Regions from separate parts of the Mus musculus genome. Here region 1 is linked to region 2. A link is a contact called in public Hi-C data. All regions are on one chromosome and are shown on one strand. Each heading gives the region's core, a stretch centred on a gene start, on an enhancer-like site or on the middle of the called end of the contact. The rest is flanking DNA. Distances are from core to core; before and after follow the strand shown. Region 1 overlaps Dab1 (disabled 1). Region 2 holds the start of Dab1 (disabled 1).

Region 1 (7,450 bases), core at 4,831-7,330, 180 kb before region 2:
TTATATTTGATATATGCCAATGTAAATAAAAACACTAAAGGTTAATGGATTTGGTTTCCTTTTAACAAAAGCCAACACCCTTGCATGTCAATGCATCCTCATTAATACACACAGCAACCCAACGAGGTAGAATCGAGAATGACTACATATATTGTTAGGTCTAATAAGGTTACACCTGAGAGAAACCATGGGCTTAGGTTCTTCCAAGCCTATGGTCACATGGGTAATCAACATATCATCTTATGCTGTGTGTGTCTCTGTTCAAAGACTCCTCATCCAGTATACATTGTTGACTCGTTAACACTGAACTCCTAATCAATGGTATCACAACTCAGACTTGAACAAACTTTATATAACGAGTGTATACTCTTCACCCACATCATATCCATGTCACATCCACAAACACATCACAGCCATCATGCCCTCAGGAACACCTCAGTACCATGTTCATGGGTTACAGTGAATTGTGAAAAACAATGCACAAAACTAAACAGATGCCTGCTATATGGCAAAAAGCTAAAAGGAGGGCAGAACATCGGCTTCTTCAGCAACAGCTGGCAAAATGGAAGTCAGACAACTAAATATATATATATATATATTGTTGCCATTCTGTAAATGTCTGTGAATGACCACATCAGCACCAGGGTCTCGATTTGTGGTTACAAATACATTTTGGTGAGTCATTGAAATCACAAGTATGACTTGGTGAACAGTAACAACCTACTATGGTTTCCTTTCCACAGAGCTGAGGCTCAAAGAATTTTTGTTATGCTAGTAGTTAGTGGCAATTTGAAACTGGGCTTTTCTGTCTCCAATGACCCATGTTCTTTCTCCATCACAAACCCCTTCATCGAGTCTGCCTGTGCCCCAGTTACGCCATGAAACAAGAGTAGTGTGAATTCACCAGCTCTCAGAAGGGTGATGAGGCTCAAATTAGCCAGTGCTTTGTAAGCTGCCAAGCATTATACAAATATAAAGGATTGTTCTGAGTGGGTTCAATTTAAGTGAGGTCACCCTCGACAGCATCAAGGCCAAGTACAATGAACTCTTATTCTCTCACAGCAGAAAGAGATCAAGATAAGGACCAGACCTCAAGAGGTCCACGGCTAGGTAGTCCTTATCCCAGCAAGCAAAGAGGAGCTGGTGATTCTGAGCTAATTCAAAGCAGCCTCTGTGGGATGGCTCAGTGAAGCTTCTGTTCGGAAAAGAAGTACTTACAATATAGTTCAGTGGAAAGATCAAAATATGGTTAGAGTCACACACACACACACACACACACACACACACACACACACACACACTGAGAAAGAGAAAAAAAGGTAAGTAAAAGAGAAAAAAAAGACTTCTGATGTCAAGTCCACTTAAAGTTGCAGTTAACAAAATTCTACCTCCTAGGGCTACAGGGACAGCACCAGCATCACCCCGCACTGTGGACACTGTTGAACTTGGCATTGTCTCAAACATCATTGTGAAGCTACTTGCTGTGCCTTAATGAGGGAGGGGCCCACGGGCACCATGTTAATTACAAAGAGGTATTTAATAATTGAGGTGAGTCTGAAACATGAGATCTGAAAAATTAACCATTTTGGATTAAAACAATAAGGAGAGAAAAAAGAATGACTTCAGCATGTCTATATCCTTTAACTCATTGATTCCACATTAAGATCGCCAAAATGATCTCATGGGGAAAATGTTGATGCATAAAGACATTTACAGCTTAGATCCTTCTTGGTTTCAGCTTTTACACATGAATATTTGGTTTCAAATGATAATACAGTCACAGTAGAAAAGTGTAACTAAAATGATTTTTGAAGAATTTTTAACAATGCATGAAATGAGAATATTCAAAGTGCAGTGTTAGTAAAAATTAACAGGTAAAATACAAAAGGTACAAATAAAAATCCTTGTGTGTTCATAAGAAAACAAAAGAAACAAAGAATACACTAAAAGTCACTATGCCAGATGCTAATAATCACTGATGTCTTGTTTGGAAATTTTTGTGAACTATTTGTTCATTTTCTTTTTTTCTTGCAAGGCTTCAACAATAAGCACATACGATGATCATCATTCTTAAGAAGGGGAGGCACACGGCACAAGGAAAGTACAATCCAATTTGCTATCACACTCCACGCCCAAAAGAGTGCTTTGATGAACAGAGGCAGAGATTAAACAAGATTTAGCCTGTTCATCTAACAGGTCACTGATCTGTAAAAATATCAGATGTTTTCCGATTTTTCAAATCATTTATTATTAAGCAACTAGTTGGAGTGTAGCCAACTTAATTAAACAAAGAATATGAGATGGCCCCATCCCCAGAAAACCCCCAGGAGAGCCTGAGATTCTCCCTCTATTCATGATTATACTGCCAGACACAGTGCCTGTGACAGAGCAGGGGCTCAATAAACATGCAGTGTAAGAGCGGTGTCTGGGACACACAGTCCGTTGTCTGGCTTCAATCATCTTTGTAATCATTCAAAAATTTAGGAATCACTTTCTCTCTAGCCAGGCTTTGACCAGTGATGGTCTGAAGGTGTCAATCCAACAAAAATGTTCTAGAAAAAAATGCTAAGGGAAATGGGAAGAAGGAGGACTTTTTCTAGGTAGAAGTTGGGAGCAGATCTTTGGGACAGGGAGCACATTTTTTGCCTTGAGTGCTGGACTGAACTTGGGAATGATTGAGAATGGAGAGAGGGCATTGCAGAGTGAAGTGATAATCAAGGGAAGATGCTATGGCTTAGAGAATAAGAAATGTCTTGATTTCACCAAAAGCATGGAGACCTTGAGAAGGTCATGTTATCTTGGAAGGACTTTGAAGAATACATTGCACCTGACTTTCTCCTATAGATAATATCTTGGTAGTAGAGAAAATATTCTTACTAGAAACATTGTGTCTCTCCCTTTGCCTAGCAGACTATTGAGACAATATAGACAGCAAGGGTTTGTAATTTCTCTAGGAGTCTGGTGTTGGGAATAGAAAAAGACTGGGGTCTGATGCCAACAAGAGTGGAAACATCTCCTGAAGAGGGATTTCATCCAAGTGAGACAACTTACATGACCACATTGTAGTAAAATTAAGAGAAGCAAAGACAGTGATGATCAGTGATGGGCAGGACCACACCTTGACTAGGACTGCCTAGTTAAGCTTATAACTTGCTCTCTATCTAAACCTAAATTTCACGCCAGGACCCTGAAGATGGACTTAAGTGGTGTGGGGGTCACTGGGCCACTTAATTTGATCTTCTTTCCAATGTTGTCACATTGGATACATTTCCTTTCCCTTTCCATGACTTTGGTAATAATGCCTGTTTAATTAGCCTACTGGGGGCAGGTTTTGGGGTCCAGCTTGCTTGGGATCACAAGGCCCAGGCTCTAACCTTAACCACTCTGGAAACAGAGGAATGTCATGTAAAGACTTTGAATAACAGTGAATAATCTGGAGAAATGTTCGGGAAGGTGCTTGGGCATTTCTAAATGGGAGAGAGATGGACAAGGAGAGGCATAGCTCAGCATGGAGCAAAGCTACCCATGGCAAAAAAGGTCATGGAAAAGTGAACACTTAGCCAGAGACATCTACACCAGATCTGTCACCAAGATGCCTCAGCAGTTGGTGGTGGGATGATAAGAAGTAACCTTTAGAGAGATGAAAAAAAAAAAAACAACAAAAAAAAAAAAAAAAAACAAAAAAACCTCTGGTTTCACCATCAACCCCTGAGTCCTCCTCCCACTCAGAATAAGCTGAATTGCTTTGCAAATATATGCAGATACATGCGAATAACAAAGCCATTAACATGTGCACTAAGCCTCAAAGGAAAAGGTTTGCTTTGATCAAAGCTCATAATGGGATGTATCCACAGGGCAGGAAAACAGCATCCTCTCAGCCCAAACAAGGGATGGCTCAGACTAGGCCAGAGAGCCTTGCCTTAGAAACCAATGTTCATTCCCCTATCCAGGTACCTGATGTTTTCCTTGTACTTCTCCCTTCCCAAAGGTGGAACTGTTGTAAATACCTTCCTCTCTGCTTTACTGCACCAAGGCTGCAATGAAGAGTTTAAAGTGTGTGTGTGTGTGTGTGTGTGTGTGTGTGTGTGTTATTTAACAGTCATCCCTGTTTCTCAGTGTGATTCTAGGAGGAGCAGCCTGCAGAGCCATGAGAATACCAATTCTCAGGCAAACCCCTAGAACTAGTGAGGGAGACTATGCATGCTATGAAGATGTCAGGTGAGTGTTGCAAACACAAATTATATTTCAAAAAACATTGACCTAGTAACCTTATCAGCCATAATTATGATTTTTTTTGAAGGTTGGGCCCATTTTTTTTTTCTCATCTTGTGATCTAATCCCCTAGGCACAGTGCCTGGATCATAAGTACAATTAAAACAGGCTTCCATTTCCTCTTCTGCAAAGTGAGATAACAGCGTCTTAGGAGCTGCTTCAAAAAGAACCAGGTGCATCAGCCATAAACCGCTCAGGCACAAGGCTGGGCATGTGGCGACTCGTGTCTCACATTCCTTCATTCCTTTCACACAGCCCTCTCCTTCTAAAGAAAATGCTCATCTGTATACAAATAACCACACTCATATTGGTAGAAATTTGTCTTTTGTTCATGTTTGTCCCATCTAATCCCAACATCAGGCAACAGAAGCTGCAACCTCAAGCACAATACAACCTCTATACAATACAACCTCTATACAATGGAACCTGCCACAGACTAGGTGTCATCTAATTACAAGTTGGACATTGACTGGATGGAGCAATGGAACAATGTTTCAGAAGACCGATCCAGATGCCTGTGATTTCTCCAGCCAGCCTCCATGTCCTCAGAGACATCCTCCTGACCTGACCCCAACTCTGGTTTGAGGTTATATTTGTTAACCAAGCGCTCAGGGTATTATTCATCTTCTTCAATTCATTTTAGCCCCTCTCTGCCATAAGTTGCTCTCACATCATTAGATCCAATAACTTCTATTCTCCCTTCCAGACCCAACTTCATCATTCTTTTCTCTGCCTTGGGCCCCTAAAGGATTGTTTACAGCAGTAAACAATGGAGTTCTCAGATACTCTAGTTTCCTGCTGAGTTTGGTCAGGATCACAGAGAGAGAAGAGAGTGGGGTAGACTATTTGGTCCCTTTATCCTCCTAGAAAGTGTCATATACAAGCTGGACATATTCCTGCCTTTCCCCTCAAAAACCCCCTCTTCCATGAGACAGATACCATCCAGATTTGAGGTAACTGCAGCCTTCTGCTGTTGTGTCCGGCCAGCAGACCACAACCTGGGTTCTAGCCTGGAAAGGCATTTTGGAAACCTGGAAGAGAAGAGGGGCTAGGTGGCGAGAGAAAGAAATGTAGCCAAGACAGTTACTCTGATCAAAGCTCAAATTTTACTGTTGCGGTAACACTCAGTTATGAAGGAAGGGGGAGGGGACCCGATTCCCGCCGAATAATCTCTGGTCCAGTAGAAAGGTGCAAGTGTGTGGCTCCGCAGGTTCCAGCAGTGGGCGTGGCAGAACGAATGAGCAGGAAGCTCCACCCCTGAGCAAGCAGGTTTCAGGCTGGGGGAGGGGAGACTACATTCTGCCTCCAGTGGAGCCTGCCATGATGTCACCACAGCACTGTGCAACTTCCCTGATCCTTATGCCTGCTAACAGCCTTACCTTTGGAAATAAAACTCCTCAGTTTCTGTGCTCTGAATGGACCTTTGTATTAGAAAGCTGACTGAACTTTTCATCAAGGCAATACCTATGTGTCTTTCAAACCTCAACCCAAGGGTTGCCGGAACACCCTGGCTTCTGGTTTTCCAGCATTGCTTACACAGTCGTACTCATGTTCAAGTTTTGTAACTTCTTCATCTGTGGGGTTCATATTCCCACTCTGTTTTGTAGTTCCGGCATGTAGAAAGTGTGCTATAAATACTGGTTGAATAAATTAAGAATGACAAAGTTAAATTTTCGTATGCAAATGACTTCTCTTAAGAAAATGAATTTTTCAGCTGATAGTTTTTAAATGTGAAGTATTATGGGTTTTTTTTTTTCCTCTCTGCACTTAGAGAGTGATTCTTGAAAAAAGAAATCATCTAAACTGGCCCTATTTCAGGAAAACTAGAACACACAGTTCTCCTAATTATAATCCACACATGATGGGGTAATATCCAAGGTTGATGTAAAATTTGAGAATTCTAAACCTGCTGAGGAGAGTGGTAAGTGTTGGAATCCTGGGATGTCTTGTAGCCCCTGCCTTCCCTGGAATCCATGCCCTGTGTTATCTTCTACTCTCCAGAATAGACTGGATATAGTGACTTGCTCCTACCTAAAGTATCATAGCAACAATGACAAGACATTGCTCTAGTGTCATCTTACAAGAGAATAACTATTGGCTCTCTTTGGTAGTCATCCTTTCTGGCTTTTTTTTTTTTTTTTGCTTTCTTACTATGATAGAGGTAGCTACTACATTCATGAATCAACCTATATGTTGACCTCAAAGGATGGCATGCCAATAGCTTGCCATGAATTGAAATCATCTCACTAAAAACAGTGAGCTCATGATGGGTATGGGCTGGCTAGTTTTATGTCAACTTAACACAACCTAGAGTCATTTGGGAAGATGGTATCTCAATTGAAAAACTGCCTCCAACAGACTAGCTTATGGAAAAACCTATGGGGCATTTCTTAATTGATGGTTGATGTGGGAGGGCATAGTATACTGTGAGATATGCCACCCCCGAAGTTGTGGTCCTAGGTGTTATAAGGAAGCAGGCTGAGAAGTGAGGGGGAGCCAGATAGTAAGCAGCATTCCTCCATGGCTTCTACTCCAGTTCCTGCCATGACTTTCCTGGGTGATGGACTTCAATCTATAAGATGAAATAAGCCCTTTTCTTCTCCGGTTGCTTTGCTCCTAGTGTTTTCGCACAGCAATAGAAACCCTAAGAAAGATGTTCCACTTCACTCAACCCTTGAGATGCCGCCAGCTCCTATGAGTATTAGAGCTTGAGCCTGAAGACGTAGCTGAGCTGACTCTCATCCTATAGAAATGGTATACAGTGAATGTTCTTTTAAGCTACTAAATGATGGAGCAATTTGTTATGCCGTAGTGGATACTTACCTCAAGAATTTCTCCAAATTAAACATTAGTGACCTGACTCTGACTAAACCAGATTCCACAAAGAGAAAATAAAATGGGGAATCTCAGAAGAAACCAAATCAAGAAATGCTTAGCCTAAAAAGGTCTTCAGTCCTGAAGAAGAGATACAACAGGAGTAATTCTGCCCAGTTGACCTGAGCTTTCTTGGTCCTTCGAGTTTTTAGTGTCAATAGCAATTTGGTTTGGCAGCTGTTGCTCCTTCTTTTATTTCACATAAATTCAAAGTCAATGGTAAACAAAGTCGCCACTTGCTGCTATCAATTGTCTGTACAAATGGTCGCCAGTGAGTTCTTCCACATACTATATGTCCCTCCCA
Region 2 (7,523 bases), core at 706-3,205:
GACAGAAGCAGCTTAAGCTCGACACATAAAGGGGTTAAAAAGCACGTTGCCTTTGGAATCCACTGCATGCACCCTGCAAAGGAGCTGTTGATCATGGAAGTGTATAGAAGAGGAGCCTGCGGCGGTGGAGGGCTCTAAGCTCTGAAGACCTTTTTAATATGGCTGTATTGTAATACTGCAGTGCCAAACCCCACCAGTGGTTCCAAAAAAGAAAGGGGGAAAAAAAAGCCTCACTATGCAGCAGAACTTCCCAGCCCTGGAAACAGATTGTCTCCCTTTTGCTCCCATTTAATAACGGTTTTATTTAACACAATCGGGGGAGATATGTGTTCTGCTAAGCAGTGTACAGAAAGCTCTGTCTGCAATGATGCGATTCTTTCTACATGAAACTAAGAGGCAGTCCCCTAAACTCAGCCTCCCGAAGCTCAGCAAAGCCACTACGAGGTGATGCGATTCGCAGAGGGAGCCGCTTGGAAGGGTGTGTGTGTGTGTGTGTGTGTGTGTGTGTGTGTGTGTGTGTTAGGGGGTCAGGCATGCAAGGGGACACACCTTTCCTTCAAGCCGTTGGATACACCATGTTGCCTGAAAAGTCTACCCAGACTAGTCTGTCAAGGGTTAATTTTCTCAGCAAAAACTGAAGCAAGCGCGCACGCACACAGACACACACACACAAACCACACCACACCACACACACACACACACACACACACACACACACTCCTCCGTTGACTCCCACCACCTTGGTGGGTGGTCACCATCCTCTTAATTTTAAATTCCAGAACGCAACCGCCCCCCCCTCCGCCCCCGCCCCAGTACTATTATTTGGGAACAGCCCCCGTACCTGGGCTCGATTCCCACCTCATCACCGGTGGAAGCTGAGAGCCCGACATAATTATTTTCCTACAAGGTTATGCCTAATTGACCACTAACCTAATTGATTAATCATTTCATTTTTCAAAGCAGCATCCAAGAGTCAATCTAGCGAGGAGATAGAGAAACATGTACGCAATGGTCCAAGGGATACAGACCTAGGGAAAGACCCCAGGCCAGCTAAAACCTAAGAGGCTAGAAATGAAAACGCGACAGAAGCAGAGAATTGCGCACGGCCACAGGAGGATCAAACCAGGAGCCTCAAAGCGGCCAGGGTCCAGCAGGCTCCAACACGGATGAAGTTGTTTTCCCCCGGGGACCAAAGGGTTAAAACGACGCCGCTCCAACCCAGTCTCCTCTATGCTGGAGGGGAGCAGAATCCACCTGTCCCCTTCTTAGGCAAACCCCGCTGGTTGTCCTGAGGGTCGCCCTAGCTCTCTGGCCACAACTTGCCCCTCTGTGCGCGGCCCTTGCCTGCGCCTTTGCGCGCTACCCAAAACTTTGCGCACACTGCGGCCGCCGCCTGGCCGTTCAGCGCGGCGAAACGCGCCACCAAGTCCAAGAGCTGCGGACAGCCCTTCTGCAGCCACCACCGCTTGGCTTTGGGCTTCAGACTTTTCTTTCCTCCGCCTCCAGTCCCCATGCAGGGGCTCCCTCGTGGCTGCGGGAACGCGACTCTCGGCCCGCAGTGGGCATTGCGGCCGCGGCGCTGCAGACCACCACCCTGCAGGGTCCATGAGGCGCCCACCCGACGGCTGGACGACTGAAGCCATCCTTGCCCTGGCGCGCCCACCCTAGCTTTCCACGCCGCGGCCGCCAGGCGCAACACCCTCTCCTACCTTCCAGCCGCTGAAGACCACACTCTGCTCAGCCCTCTCGACACATCATCCTCTGGCTGCAGAACAGGGCGACCGGACTCTGCTTTTGTTCCCTGGGGCGGGGAGGTCCGTGCGGGGCCAGGGAGCGGGAGATGCAACGGAGCTGGGTATCTGGAAGAAGGGAGGCTCACTCCCGGCAGCTCTAGTGGCGGCAGTAGTGGCGGCAGCAAAGGCAGCGGTGGCAGCAGCAGCAGCAGTAGAGATAGTGCCGGCTCTCTGCAGGCCACATCTTTCATACCTTATACATCACTACCGCATTCCCCCGAATAGGAGAGCCCATCAGCATTTCGCCACCTAACTAAGGATACGAGCGCCGGCAAGAGTGGCTTGGCTGCACCTGGCCACAGTGTGGGCTCTGCTCAGGAAAGGACCCTCAGCACCCAATTGCCACTCCCTCCTAAATCACCACAGCATCGTCTATAACCATCACTGGTCTCCCCGCAGCGCTCTCCTTAGGCTCTCTGCTCCCTAGAATGTCTGAGCTTTAGGGCAAGCAACAGAGGTTTATTATGGAAACTCATTTCCAACTGCCACTTCCCAGGGAAGGTCTTTGCACGGGAGGTTACTGCTACAGAGGCACCCTCCTGATTGCACGTGGTTTCTAGATGCCGCCTTGGGAGCAGGCTTGTGGGCACTGAGAGAGGCAGCCCGCACCAGAGGATTGGGTCCCTGTTGCTTCATCAATAAAATGGGAATCAGATGAGCTTTTCTGTGAGGTTGTGGTGAGAATATAATGAGATAAACAGAGTGGAACTCCCTAAACAAAGCTTAATTTCTTCCTTCTTCCAATGCAAGCCTGCCTTCCCTCAACAACTGTCAGCAACAACCCAGTAAATATTTGCCGTGAGCGTACCTCGGTTCTATGCCAATCCCTATTTTATAGAGTAGAGTACAGCTTGGCTTGGACTTTTCTCTCCAGTGAAGACACAGAAAATAAGTAAATCAAGAAGAGTTGTTGAGTGGTATTGATCACCAAGATTGAAATAGATGGTGGCATGCAATGTGAAGTGACTGGAGATGCTACTTAGCTTGCTTTTGTCAACTTGACACGAAACTTGAGTCACCTGGGAAGAGAGACCCTCAGACTGAGATGTTGCTTCCATTATATGGGCCTGTGGGCGTGTCTTCCGGCCACATTCTTGATTGAGGGTTAATGTGGGAGAGGCCAGCCTTCTGTGAGTGGAGCTACTTCTGGGCAGGTGTCTTGGGTTGTCTAAGAAGTAAGCTGAACAAGCCATGGAGAGCAAGCAGGTAAGCAGAGTCCCTTTATGGTCTGTGCTTCCATTCCTACTCCAGGTCCCTGCTCTGACTTCCCTCAATGATGGACTGAAACCTATAAGATGAAGTAACACCACTAAGTTGGCTTTGGTCAGTGTTTTATCACAATAACAACAACCGGAACACCTAGGGAACTGGAACAAGTAGGAACCTGCTTAGGTCATAACTGCTAACCCAAGTTCTACGTCAGTAGGACCTCATCTCCTCATCTCCAGGGCAGAAGAAACAGCCAGAGCAAATGTCCCATGCAGGAATGAGTTGAGGGCATCTAAGATGGAGGAGGGTACACCTGTAGCTGGAAGCAGCAAGGGTAATGACCCAGTGGTATGATATAGAGTGGGTGGTTCCATCTGACAGGGAGGTTCACCTCCACAGAGGTCAGTAAGTAGATTTGGCACTGGAGTTAGGGATGTGAGTGGTGTAGCATTCCCTGTGGGGTTGATTTGTAAAAGTTCACTCTGGCCGGGCGTGGTGGCACACGCCTTTAATCCCAGCACTCCGGAGGCAGAGGCAGGCAGATTTCTGAGTTCAAGGCCAGCCTGGTTTACAAAGTGAGTTCCAGGACAGCCAGAGCTATAGAGAGAAACCCTGTCTCGAAAAACCAAAAAAAAAAAAAAAAAGTTCACTCTGGCTGCTATGGAGATAGTGGATTGGAGAGAACTTGGGCAAATGCCATTGGAAGAAGAATCAGTAAGAAGATCCAACAGTGCTGGATAAAAGTCCCTCACCATCTCCTGACTTCCATAATCACAAACCACATCAACTTTTCCTTCATCCAACAAGAGATTGGGAGTAAAAGCCACTGGTGAGCAGTTCAGGGAGCCTGAACATGAGCCATCCCAACCCACTCTCTAAATATCCTTTCCTCAACCAGAAGATGTAAATGGTTACATATTCTCATGACTTACTGTGTTGATAAAATGATACCAGGAAGATGTACCCAAGGGACTAAATGACTGTTAACTTCATCTTTAAGATCTCTTTACTTTGGGTCCTCCAGAAGCCCAAGCACCACACATGCCCTCTATTCCCTCTAGGAACTGCCTTTCCTGGACATGTCAGAACTACGGAGTCCTGATGCCTCTTTCAGATGTGTGGTGATGATTGCATTCACAATGCTGGTCCCTGAACCCGGCTGCCATCTTCTCAAGCAGAAAACAGATTTCCATTTTGTTTCCATCCTTTTGATGTTTTCCTGTCCGCCACCCTCATCCAGCTTGAAGCATACACAACAATTGTCCTATGAAGCTCCCAAGCTACAAAAAATAGAAAGGAAAAGGGGGCTGGAGGTTGGGGGGAGGGGATTTGTAAAGCCAGAGATGGTAGGAGAAGAAAACAGCCTCTTCTCTCTTAGCAACAGGAAAGGATCTCTTAGCTGAGAAACATGATCAGTCCCTTACATGTCTGACCACAGCAGTTTTCAAAAGCCACGAGATCCACTACAACATGCCACCAAAGCCCTGGGAGTTAAAACAAGCAAGATTGGGTAGTGTGACCTGTGACCATTAAAGGAGCTCAACACGGTTAGGAGAAGCAGCAGAGCTGGAACTTGATTCCTCTCATGTCTGTGTGCTTTGGATGTCCTTAGCCCTGATGGTGTTGCTGACTTCTAGAACCCAGAGGAGTTTAATACAATGGAGATCCAGAACTTAGATTTCTAAAATAGCCAATTCCTTCCCTCGCACTGACTCAATACATTTCACTCCTCTCCAATGGCCTTCAAGCCCCAAGCTTGAGCTGTTGAAATTCAAAAGAGATCTTAAAGGCCACATGGTCTTAGAAACTGACTTCTATATTACCACTGCAGTGCTGTTAATGAGAAGAATTGGTTCTTCTGGGTCTGGGGACTTGTGACTGTAATCTCAACTACCCAAGAAGCTGATAAATTCAAAAACTATCAGGGTACACAGTGAGACTCTGCTTCAATGTTTTAAAGACTGAAGAATAGGTAAGGACATAGCTTGATAATTGAGTGTCTATGTAGTATATGCAAGGCCCTAGTTCCCACATCTAATCTCATAAAATGAAACAAAACAAAAAGCTCTAATGTAAAGGGACACATGGATGCATCTTTGGATTATCTGGGATGCTTGGCAGGAATCAGACATCACATCTCTGCTTCCACAATGACTCTCTGTTCTCGTCAAATTAAAACCTAAGTTTTTATAACCTCATGTATAAAATGGCATCCGCTGTCAGGTCTGGGAACTAGAGAAGATGCTATGAAAATGTCAAGATAGAGCAATTAGTAGGCTTTGCTATGTCTTTCCTTTTAACCCCCACAATCTTGAGTATGTTGGCTAGCAACAACCGAATCTCTAGAGGAAAATAAAATCCATGACTCCTGTATCTGTTAATTTCTTGGTGCCCATGTTCTTGCTGACTTCAAGCTCCAATGTACTGGATATGTCCAGAATAGATATAAACTGGGCATGGCACACTTCTGCCTGACACTCAGTCAATCAATTCCAGACTGGGGACATCATCTCACAGCCTACAGAGTCCATTATTTTCTATCACTACCTAGGTATTTACAAGAATCCCAGAAAGAACAGTTCTACCGTTCCCCATCTGACAAATTGGGAAATTAAAACTCAGAGTGATTGATCAGAGACAGACAGGAAGTAAAAGCAACAGGACTCCATCTGGTACCACTCCAAAAACAGTGTGTCTTCCACGTTGTCACATCCCTGCTGTGAGACTATCACTCAGATCTGCTCAGAGGTCATATGAACCTCCATCTGACTATATGACCATCCAAGCCTTGGTATCCCCTCAGATGCCCTGGGAAGCAAGCATGTTAATGCAAATGAAATGACTCAGGAAGACCAAAATTATCCTGAAAAACATGTGAATGCTGTGGCTAGTGGCTAGGGTGAAAACATGGGAACAAGTACCCTGGGAGAACTCAGAGACAGCAGAGGAGACAGAACCACCCTGAACACACTTCAGATTGACACAGGGAAATGTGGATAGCTTAACATTCAGTCCCCTTTGAAGTGTTTATTGGCACAAAGACCATGGAGATGGGAAACATGAAATGGCACCGTAATTACAGCCACAGACAGCGTTCTTGCTCAGAAGTCTATTTGCTTTTTCCTTGTGCTGTCTGTAAAAATGCAGTTGCTTCTTACTCCAGAGCTGCTCATACCCTCCCCATCTCCTGAAAGAGGTCAGATCTTCAGCTCAAGCCAAAGGGAATTTATGGGCTCCCGTCACTTGGCAGGAGTTCAAGGTGAAGCCATCTTGGATGTACACCAATTCTAATGATGTCATTCTCTCTCTCTCTCTCTCTCCCTCTCCCTCTCTCTCTCTCTCTCCCTCCCCCTCTCCCTCTCTCTCTCCCTCTCCCTCTCTTTCATTCTCCCTCCATCCCTCCATCTCCCTCTCTTTGCCTCCTCCTTTCTCCCTTCCTTCCTTCCTTCCTTTCTCTTTCCTCTCACCTCTTTCTCTCTACCCACTCATCTTCTCTGATCTTTCCTCTGTGTTTGTCTATTTCTGGCCCTCTCTGTATTCTCTCCACAGCTGAAAGCATCTTTGCTATAAAGAGAGGATTGGTCAAGGCTAAAGGGAGTTCTAGACTTATATCACTTCAAAGAAGAGTTAGTATCTCTCTGCCTCAAGAAGTTTTAAATTTCTGCTTCTTGGAAGTTAGGTCACATGCCTAACTGTCATGGCACAGGGTAAAACCTAGTAAGATGGGCTGTGCCTGTCAAGAGCCCAGTCCTGCAGCCAGATAGCATGCAATAGAAAAGAGGTGGTCCCCTAAAGGTGACTTTTATCCAAAGAAAAGAATTAGTAGTGTCCAAATGCAGTAAGCAGGAGCCACCGATGTCAAAACCCAAGCACGGGTATTTTTCCCAAGATGTCTTTGCCCTTTTCAGGATCCCACACTGATTCCTATCATGAGCTCAGCATGACTTAGAAAGCCAGTACAGCCCACATCTGATATGACAAGGACCAAGGACACTGCCTGATTCCTCAGGACCCAGCAAATTTGAGGTACTTGATCAACATTTATCAAATAGATAGATAGTACCCCAGTTGATTGACAGAGGACAGAAGAATTCAGACTCTCTATCAGGGATCAACAGCAAAGAAGGCTGAAATGGCTTACAGATAGAGGCCGAAAGAAGCCTGGAGGATAATGGCTATATTTGTCATACTGTTTCTGACCCTGCCCTATAACCAAAGCCTAATTTAATAATAATATTGTCATTTGATTCTACCCTTTCCCCCATTAACTGTTGTTCTGTATTATCGATCCTCCATCATCAGAATGCTGTACTTCCTAAACTGCTAGAGAACAGTATCCAGTTCCACTGCTCTAATGGGACAGGCTTCTGTCACCAACCCTATGGTGGCATACACTATGGGCTGTATGTCATCTCTGACTTATCTCCTTACTCATCAGTGCTATAGACTCTGGCTGATGTGTATCCCTTCCCATCTCTCTAGAGCCTTCATCTTGAATGGTACTCATCTGCCAGGGCCCAC

Evidence for each region. A called contact is a pair of places that touch in the nucleus more often than the background predicts.
Region 1: a contact with region 2 is called in a Hi-C map of cortical neurons, with 2.2 times the contacts expected there. The contact joins the enhancer-like site here to the promoter of Dab1 in region 2. A contact is called at or near these places in 2 of 39 promoter capture datasets (hippocampal neurons and stem cell-derived epiblast-like cells) and 3 of 484 Hi-C or Micro-C datasets (cerebral cortex and cortical neurons).

What each region holds. Positions count from the first base shown.
Region 1 is chr4:103,801,056-103,808,505 of GRCm38.p6, reverse strand. All of the region lies in intron 1 of Dab1 (disabled 1), which reads right to left. Among named protein-coding and RNA genes, the nearest start is that of Dab1, 190 kb to the right of the region's middle. Within about 2 kb of position 6,080, at least 6 of the 459 cell types and tissues checked have an H3K27ac peak or open chromatin away from gene starts, as enhancers often do. A contact at or near this core is called in cortical neurons, where this site is marked.
Region 2 is chr4:103,613,932-103,621,454 of GRCm38.p6, reverse strand. It overlaps Dab1 (disabled 1), which reads right to left and starts at 1,955. Exons shown (of 18, transcript NM_001369047.1): 1 at 1,710-1,955. Gm36604 (a long non-coding RNA gene) reads left to right here and starts at 2,401. Exons shown (of 3, transcript XR_376479.3): 1 at 2,401-2,999.